Regions from separate parts of the Sus scrofa genome. Here region 1 is linked to region 2. Evidence: chromatin contacts called from public HiChIP or PLAC-seq data. All regions are on one chromosome and are shown on one strand. Each heading gives the region's core, a stretch centred on a gene start, on an enhancer-like site or on the middle of the called end of the contact. The rest is flanking DNA. Distances are from core to core; before and after follow the strand shown. Region 1 overlaps VSIG1 (V-set and immunoglobulin domain-containing protein 1). Region 2 overlaps MID2 (probable E3 ubiquitin-protein ligase MID2).

Region 1 (3,024 bases), core at 360-2,859, 170 kb after region 2:
ATATGCAAAACAGGAATAGACTTGCAGACATACAAAACAAACTAGTGGCTATCAAAGGGAAGAGGGAAGAGGGGAGGTAAAATTGGGGCGATGGGATTAATAGATACAAACTACTATATATAAATTAGATAAGCAACAAAGATATACTAACTATATAGCACAGGGAATTATAGCCATTATCTTGTAATAATCTATAATGGAGTTTAATCTGCAAAAATACTAAATCACTGTGCTATACACCTGAAACTAACTAATTTTGCAACTCAATTTAAAAAAAAATTAAGCTTCAATTAAAAAAGAAAGGATGGTGAGTTCCTATCATGGCTCAGTGGTAATGAACCTGACTAGTATCCATGAGGGTGCAGGTTCAATCCCTGGCCTCACTCGGTGGGTTGAGTGTCCTTTGTTGCCTTGAGCTGTGGTATAGGTCACAGACACAGCTCGGATCCTGCGTTGCTGTGGCTGTGACCTAGGGCAGTAGCTCCAGCTCTGATTCAACCCCTAGCCTGAGGACTTCCATATGCTGCAGGTATGGCCCTAAAAAAAAAAAAAAAAAAAGGAAAAAAATGGTGAAATTTTCTAAGGGCTATAGCTGTAGCCATCTGTTTTCCTGTTCATGTGTACAGAGGGTTAGAGTCTAAGATTGGAAGATTAACATCAGTTACAAGGTATGAAATGTGGCAGCAAGAGTTATTCCTGCTTATTGCCAACAGCAATTCCATGTGCAAGACACTACACACAAACACATTACTTTATTTATATAAATACAATAAAGTATTTATATACTGGATTAGCTGGAGTTCAGATAATCTCTCATTCATATTTTACAGATGAATCAACTGAGGTTTGGCTACATTAGATTACTTGCCTCAGTACATCTAGGGTAAAGTTTCAGAGCCAGTGTTCGGTGTCGATTCTGAGCTGTGCTCTTTACTGCTGCCTCCCAAGTGAGAGCTGGAGAGCTGGGCAGTCCGGAGCATTTAAGGTGTAACTAGCCTAAGGTAGAGAATCTAGGCCTTTGGAGTGTTTTGTATCCAAATTAAGATAAGGAAGGTGAATTGGAAAGTATTGATTCAGATCCTTATCTGTTTGTCAGACTGAGGTTAGAATAAGCTGTGAGCCATAAGATGACTGAGGAGAATCAGTTTCTCAGCTTCCCCCCAGGACTTCTCCACTGAGGTGTTTCATAAGCAGCTTCAACTCAGTAAACTCAGCAAGATCAGCTACCCAGCTGTCCAAATCAGAACCCTGGGAGTCATCAGTGACACCACCTTCTACCCTCTTCCTCATGCCACATGTCCACGGTCATCAAGCCCTATGGACTTCTTCTTTTTTTTTTTTTTTTTTTTTTTTTTGCTTTTTAGGGCCACACCCACAGCATATGGAGTTTCTCAGGCTAGGGGTCTAATCGGAGCTACAGCTGCTGACCTACGCCACAGCCTCAGCAATGTGGGATCTGAGCCTCGACTGCGACCTACACCACAGCTCAGGGCAACGCCGGATCCTTAACCCACTTGATCGAGGCCAGGGATTGAACATGAAACCTCGTGGTTCCTAGCGGGATTCGTTTCTGCTGCATCACGATGGGAACTCCCCTGTGGACTTCTTAAATATCTCATGAATCTGTCTCTTCCTCTCCCTTGGCTCATGTACCCCCAGAGTTAGAGCAGTCCATCTAATGGAGTTCCCTGGTGACCTAGCAGGTTAAGGATCTGGTGTTGTCACTGCTGTGGTGCCGGTTTGACCCGTGGGGTTCGATCCGTGGCTGGGGAACTTCTGCATGCCGTGGGTGTGGCCAAGAAAACCCAAGCAAACAAAACCCAAAAAACAAAACATAAAACATTAGAATGATCATTCACTCTCCTTCTGTGGTCCTGTTGCTCTGAGTATAAAATACATGAATGACAGAGCCCTCCAAGCTGTGGGCTCCACTGCTCTCTAGCCTAATATCTTACCGCTTCCCCCATCCCACTTCAGAACTGGGTCAGAGTCCCTTCGGAATTGCTGGTGCCTAGTCCAGTGCCGGGCACACAGAAGGCACTCAAGGATGAATCAACGTTTTAGTGCCATTTAGCACACCCTTCCCTCCACATGGGTTTCCCCTCCCGAGGCAGGACACAGGCAAATTCAAACCCTCTATTTTGTGCCACCCAGAAGAAAAAATGCCAAAAAATGACTCACAAAGGAGAAGAAAAATATGGCACTAGTAAAACAGTGGTTTTATTAATAACTGGTTATCTCAAAGTATTTAAGGGTTCTCTTTTCCTTTAAAACTGTGCTTCCGAAGTATAAACTATGTTCCCCTTTGTTTAATGTTTGCTTACACTTGGTTGTTTTATTAAAGGCATATTTTAAGCTACAGTGCGGAAATTCATGGTTATGAATCTGGGGAGGAGGCAGATGGAAGGGATGCCATTAGAATATTAATGGCCCAGTGATGGGAATGTCTTGCACATGCAGTGCTCTACTCCCACCTGGTGGTCCAACTAGAAAACTGTCGAAATAAGTTTTTAAAGATTAAAAAAAAAAAAAAAGCATGCATGTTCTACAAAAGGAAAGTGAGAAAGTGACTCAGATTGGTACAGGCGGCCATTCATCATGCGTGATTTTTTACTCTTTGTCATTGCCTTGCAGTCAAACCTTCTAAGCCCTTTTGCAGCATCCAAGGAATACCAGAAACTGGCCATCCTGTATCTCTTACTTGCCTCTCAGTGCTTGGAACACCTTCCCCTGTGTATTACTGGCATAAAGTTGAGGGAAGAGACATCATCCCAGTGAAAGAAAACTTCAGTAAGTTTAGCCCTCTGCTGCCCCTGGCAAGGCCTGGTGTGGGGGGTTGGTTGACAGCATGCCTGTGTGTCTGGCGGCTCGTCCTTTGCGTCCAGTCTTCTATTTGTCTGGGAGAAGAATGTAAAAAGAATGTCAGGCAACAAGATGATTGTGCCCAGGTCTTCTCCCCAACTTCTAGAAGTCAGGACTGTTTTTGGCTCAGAGGTGGCAGGCATGGAACATGGTCCCAAATGG
Region 2 (3,002 bases), core at 261-2,760:
GGAAGCACAGTGTGAACATGGCACCTGTCCTCAGAGAACTTGCACCCCTCCCCTTTGCTCCTGGCTGGCGAATGCTTATCTCCTAAGGCTCAGCTTGGGCATCTCCTCCTCCAGGAAGCCATCACACATGCTCTGTATCCCTCTCCTTCTCCCTAATCTGGTTCAGGAGTTCTTCCCCTGTGTACCTGGAGAACCCTATCTATCTATCTATCTATCTATCTATATTCTTTGGTCTTTTTAGGGCCACACCCATGGCATATGGAGGTTCCCAGGCTAGGGGTCGAATCAGAGCTACAGCTGCAAGCCTACGCCAGAGCCACCGCAACGCCAGATCCCAGCCGCTTCTGCAACCTACACCACAGCTCACGGCAATGCCAGATCCTTTACCTACTGAGCGAGGCCAGGGATCAAACCCGCGTCCTCATGGATACCAGTGGGGTTCGTTACTGCTGAGCCATGACGGGAACTCCCGTATATGTACATTCATCATAGCACTTCTATATACCTATTTGTCTCCCCACCAGACCTTAAACTTAGTGGGTACTGTGGCCTATCCACTTTTTTTATACCCAGCACATGGCTTGGGACACAATAGGTGCTGAGAAAGGATAATTAAATAAACACTGCCCTCTGGTGGCTAGCTGTTGTCAGTACAATCCTTTATGCACCCCAGGGATGAGTAAAGCACAGCCAGTTTCACAAGAGAGGTAACTCTTTCCTTCTTTTAACATTGGGTGAGGAACCATTTCAGAATATGTGATCTCCTAGCACCTAGGTGGTTGTTTCAGCATCTTTGAAAATCTTCCATAATGTGGCAAACCATATGTAAATGGCAGAGCCAAATTACCATTTTGAGTAATTGTATAAAAAGAAAATGTAAGGGAAATTTGCCTCTTGTAATGAAGACATGTGACCTAGTATACAATTTTTCATTCTCTCTTTATTTCAGGGCCAACATACTCACATTCGTTCATTAATTCCACAAATATTTGTTGACTACCCACAGTGTGCCAGGCATTATTCTAGGTGTTGGGAATACAGTAGTGAATAAAACAAAGTCCTTAAGATTACGAAGCTTATGTGCTAGCTGGGGGAGACACACAATAAATATATTTTTATTAGGAGTTATACATGTTATGGATAAAAATCAACTAGGATGCCAAGTGGGTATGAGATGAGACGCCATTTGAGCAAAGGCCTAAAAATATCTAGTTATAACTTCAGAAAAATTTATAAATGTTGGTTCACCCGATCTGTCTAAACCATTATGGGACTTCTAAAGTTTTTCTTTTTCTTTTAATTCTTGAAATAAGTTTAAGCTCATATAGAAGGTTCTAAAATAATAGAGTTCCAACACACCATCCATATATTCTTCCCCAGTGTTAACATCTTACATAACCACATAACTCTCGCAATTAGGAAGTTATCATTGGTACAATATTCTACTAAGCAAGCTACAGACCACATGCAGATTTCATCAGTTTTTAACATGTACTCAGCCTTTTGGAGGGGCGGGGGGGAATGTGTGTAGTTCCATAAATGTCATCACATGTATAGATTCGTGTAACTACCACCATAATGAGAACAGTACAATCTCATTACCCCTAAAACCTCATTTGTGCTACTTCTTTGCAGTCACATCTGCCCCCCTGGCAGCCACGGATCTGTTCTTCATCACGATAATTTTGTAATTTGTGGAATGTTACATAAATGGAATCATGCAGTATGCAACATATTATGATTTGTTTATGTCACTCATCATCATGCCTCTGAGATACATTCAGGTTGTGTGCATCAATGGTTTACATTTTTTTTTTATCGTTGATGATCCACAATTCGTTTATCTGTGCCCCCACTGAAGAGCATTTCAGTTGTTTCCAGTTTTTGGCTAAGACCCATAAAGCTGTTACGAACATCCCTGCAAGTTTGTGTGTGCGTGTGTGTGTGTGTAGATATAAATGTTCATATTTATAGGCTAAATTCACAAGGGTGAGATCCAGAGAGTTTTATAGCTTCAGAGGGGGTTATAAGCAAGTACTATGCTTCACAAAACAAGTAGTGGAGTGGAAAGAACACTGGATGGGGAGCGAAAGCTCTGGCTCCAGCCGTGCCCTGTCATTGATCGTACTATGATGTTGAGTAAGCCCTTCTCTCTAGGCCTCACGTTTCTATCTATAAAATAAGAGGCTAGAAATGGATGCTTACTTCAGTCCTTTTAAGATTTAACAATTTTACGGTTCTGAAGATATAGAAAGGAGGTTTCTGCTTCATTTCATGTAGGATATATATATGTGTGTGCATGTGCGTGTGTGTGTGTGTGCGCGCGTGTGTATAATACCTCTCCCACTTCTTGCCTGTTCTAAATAGCTACCTTGTGTAGAAGGAGAATATGGGGGGAGAAAATAACTAGCCCTAAGGCTACCAAGGCTTGGAGGTCTGATCCCTGAGGGATTCTAAAACTAACACAGAATTGCCACCCGGCACTAGGCCATTCCTAAGACATGTATATAGAGCCAATTATCCTCTCTCTGTGTTGCCAAAATTTTTGTTCATTAAACTCGGTAAGTAAACATGGAAAATGTGTGTGTGCATGTCGATATACGTGTGTGTGCATTATATATGTTCTACATGTTACATTATATGCATTTTGGGGGCCACACCTATGGCATGCATCCTCAGGGATCGAGCCCATAACATAGCAGTGACCCAACGCCGGATCCTTAACCCACTGAGGGAGGCCAGGGATCGAACCCGCAACCTCGTGGATCCTAGTCGGGTTCCTTAACCACCGAGCCACGAAGGGAACTCCCACACCATATTTATGGCTTTGATGCTCCCATTCCCCACCTACCTCTGCCCCGCAACCCCTCATCCACTCCTCTGCCAAAAAATTAAATGTAGGCACTGAGGCAGTCGGTTGCTTAACTCTGCCTCAGCAATTTATTTTTTTTTTGTCTCCTAAGCTCCAGTTCCTCCAGTACAGAATCTTATTAATAGCTTTA

Evidence for each region. HiChIP or PLAC-seq counts read pairs in DNA pulled down with a chosen protein or histone mark.
Region 1: an H3K27ac HiChIP or PLAC-seq map of alveolar macrophages shows a contact between it and region 2. The contact joins two enhancer-like sites. A contact is called at or near these places in 1 of 47 Hi-C or Micro-C datasets (embryonic fibroblasts) and 1 of 2 datasets of contacts at active chromatin or transcription factors (alveolar macrophages).

What each region holds. Positions count from the first base shown.
Region 1 is chrX:88,526,047-88,529,070 of Sscrofa11.1, forward strand. It overlaps VSIG1 (V-set and immunoglobulin domain-containing protein 1), which reads left to right. Exons shown (of 7, transcript XM_021079751.1): 4 at 2,635-2,790. Among named protein-coding and RNA genes, the nearest start is that of ATG4A, 18 kb to the right of the region's middle. Within about 2 kb of position 1,610, at least 3 of the 83 cell types and tissues checked have an H3K27ac peak or open chromatin away from gene starts, as enhancers often do. A contact at or near this core is called in alveolar macrophages, where this site is marked.
Region 2 is chrX:88,354,426-88,357,427 of Sscrofa11.1, forward strand. All of the region lies in intron 3 of MID2 (probable E3 ubiquitin-protein ligase MID2), which reads left to right. Among named protein-coding and RNA genes, the nearest start is that of NLRP12L, 48 kb to the right of the region's middle. Within about 2 kb of position 1,511, at least 1 of the 83 cell types and tissues checked has an H3K27ac peak or open chromatin away from gene starts, as enhancers often do. A contact at or near this core is called in alveolar macrophages, where this site is marked.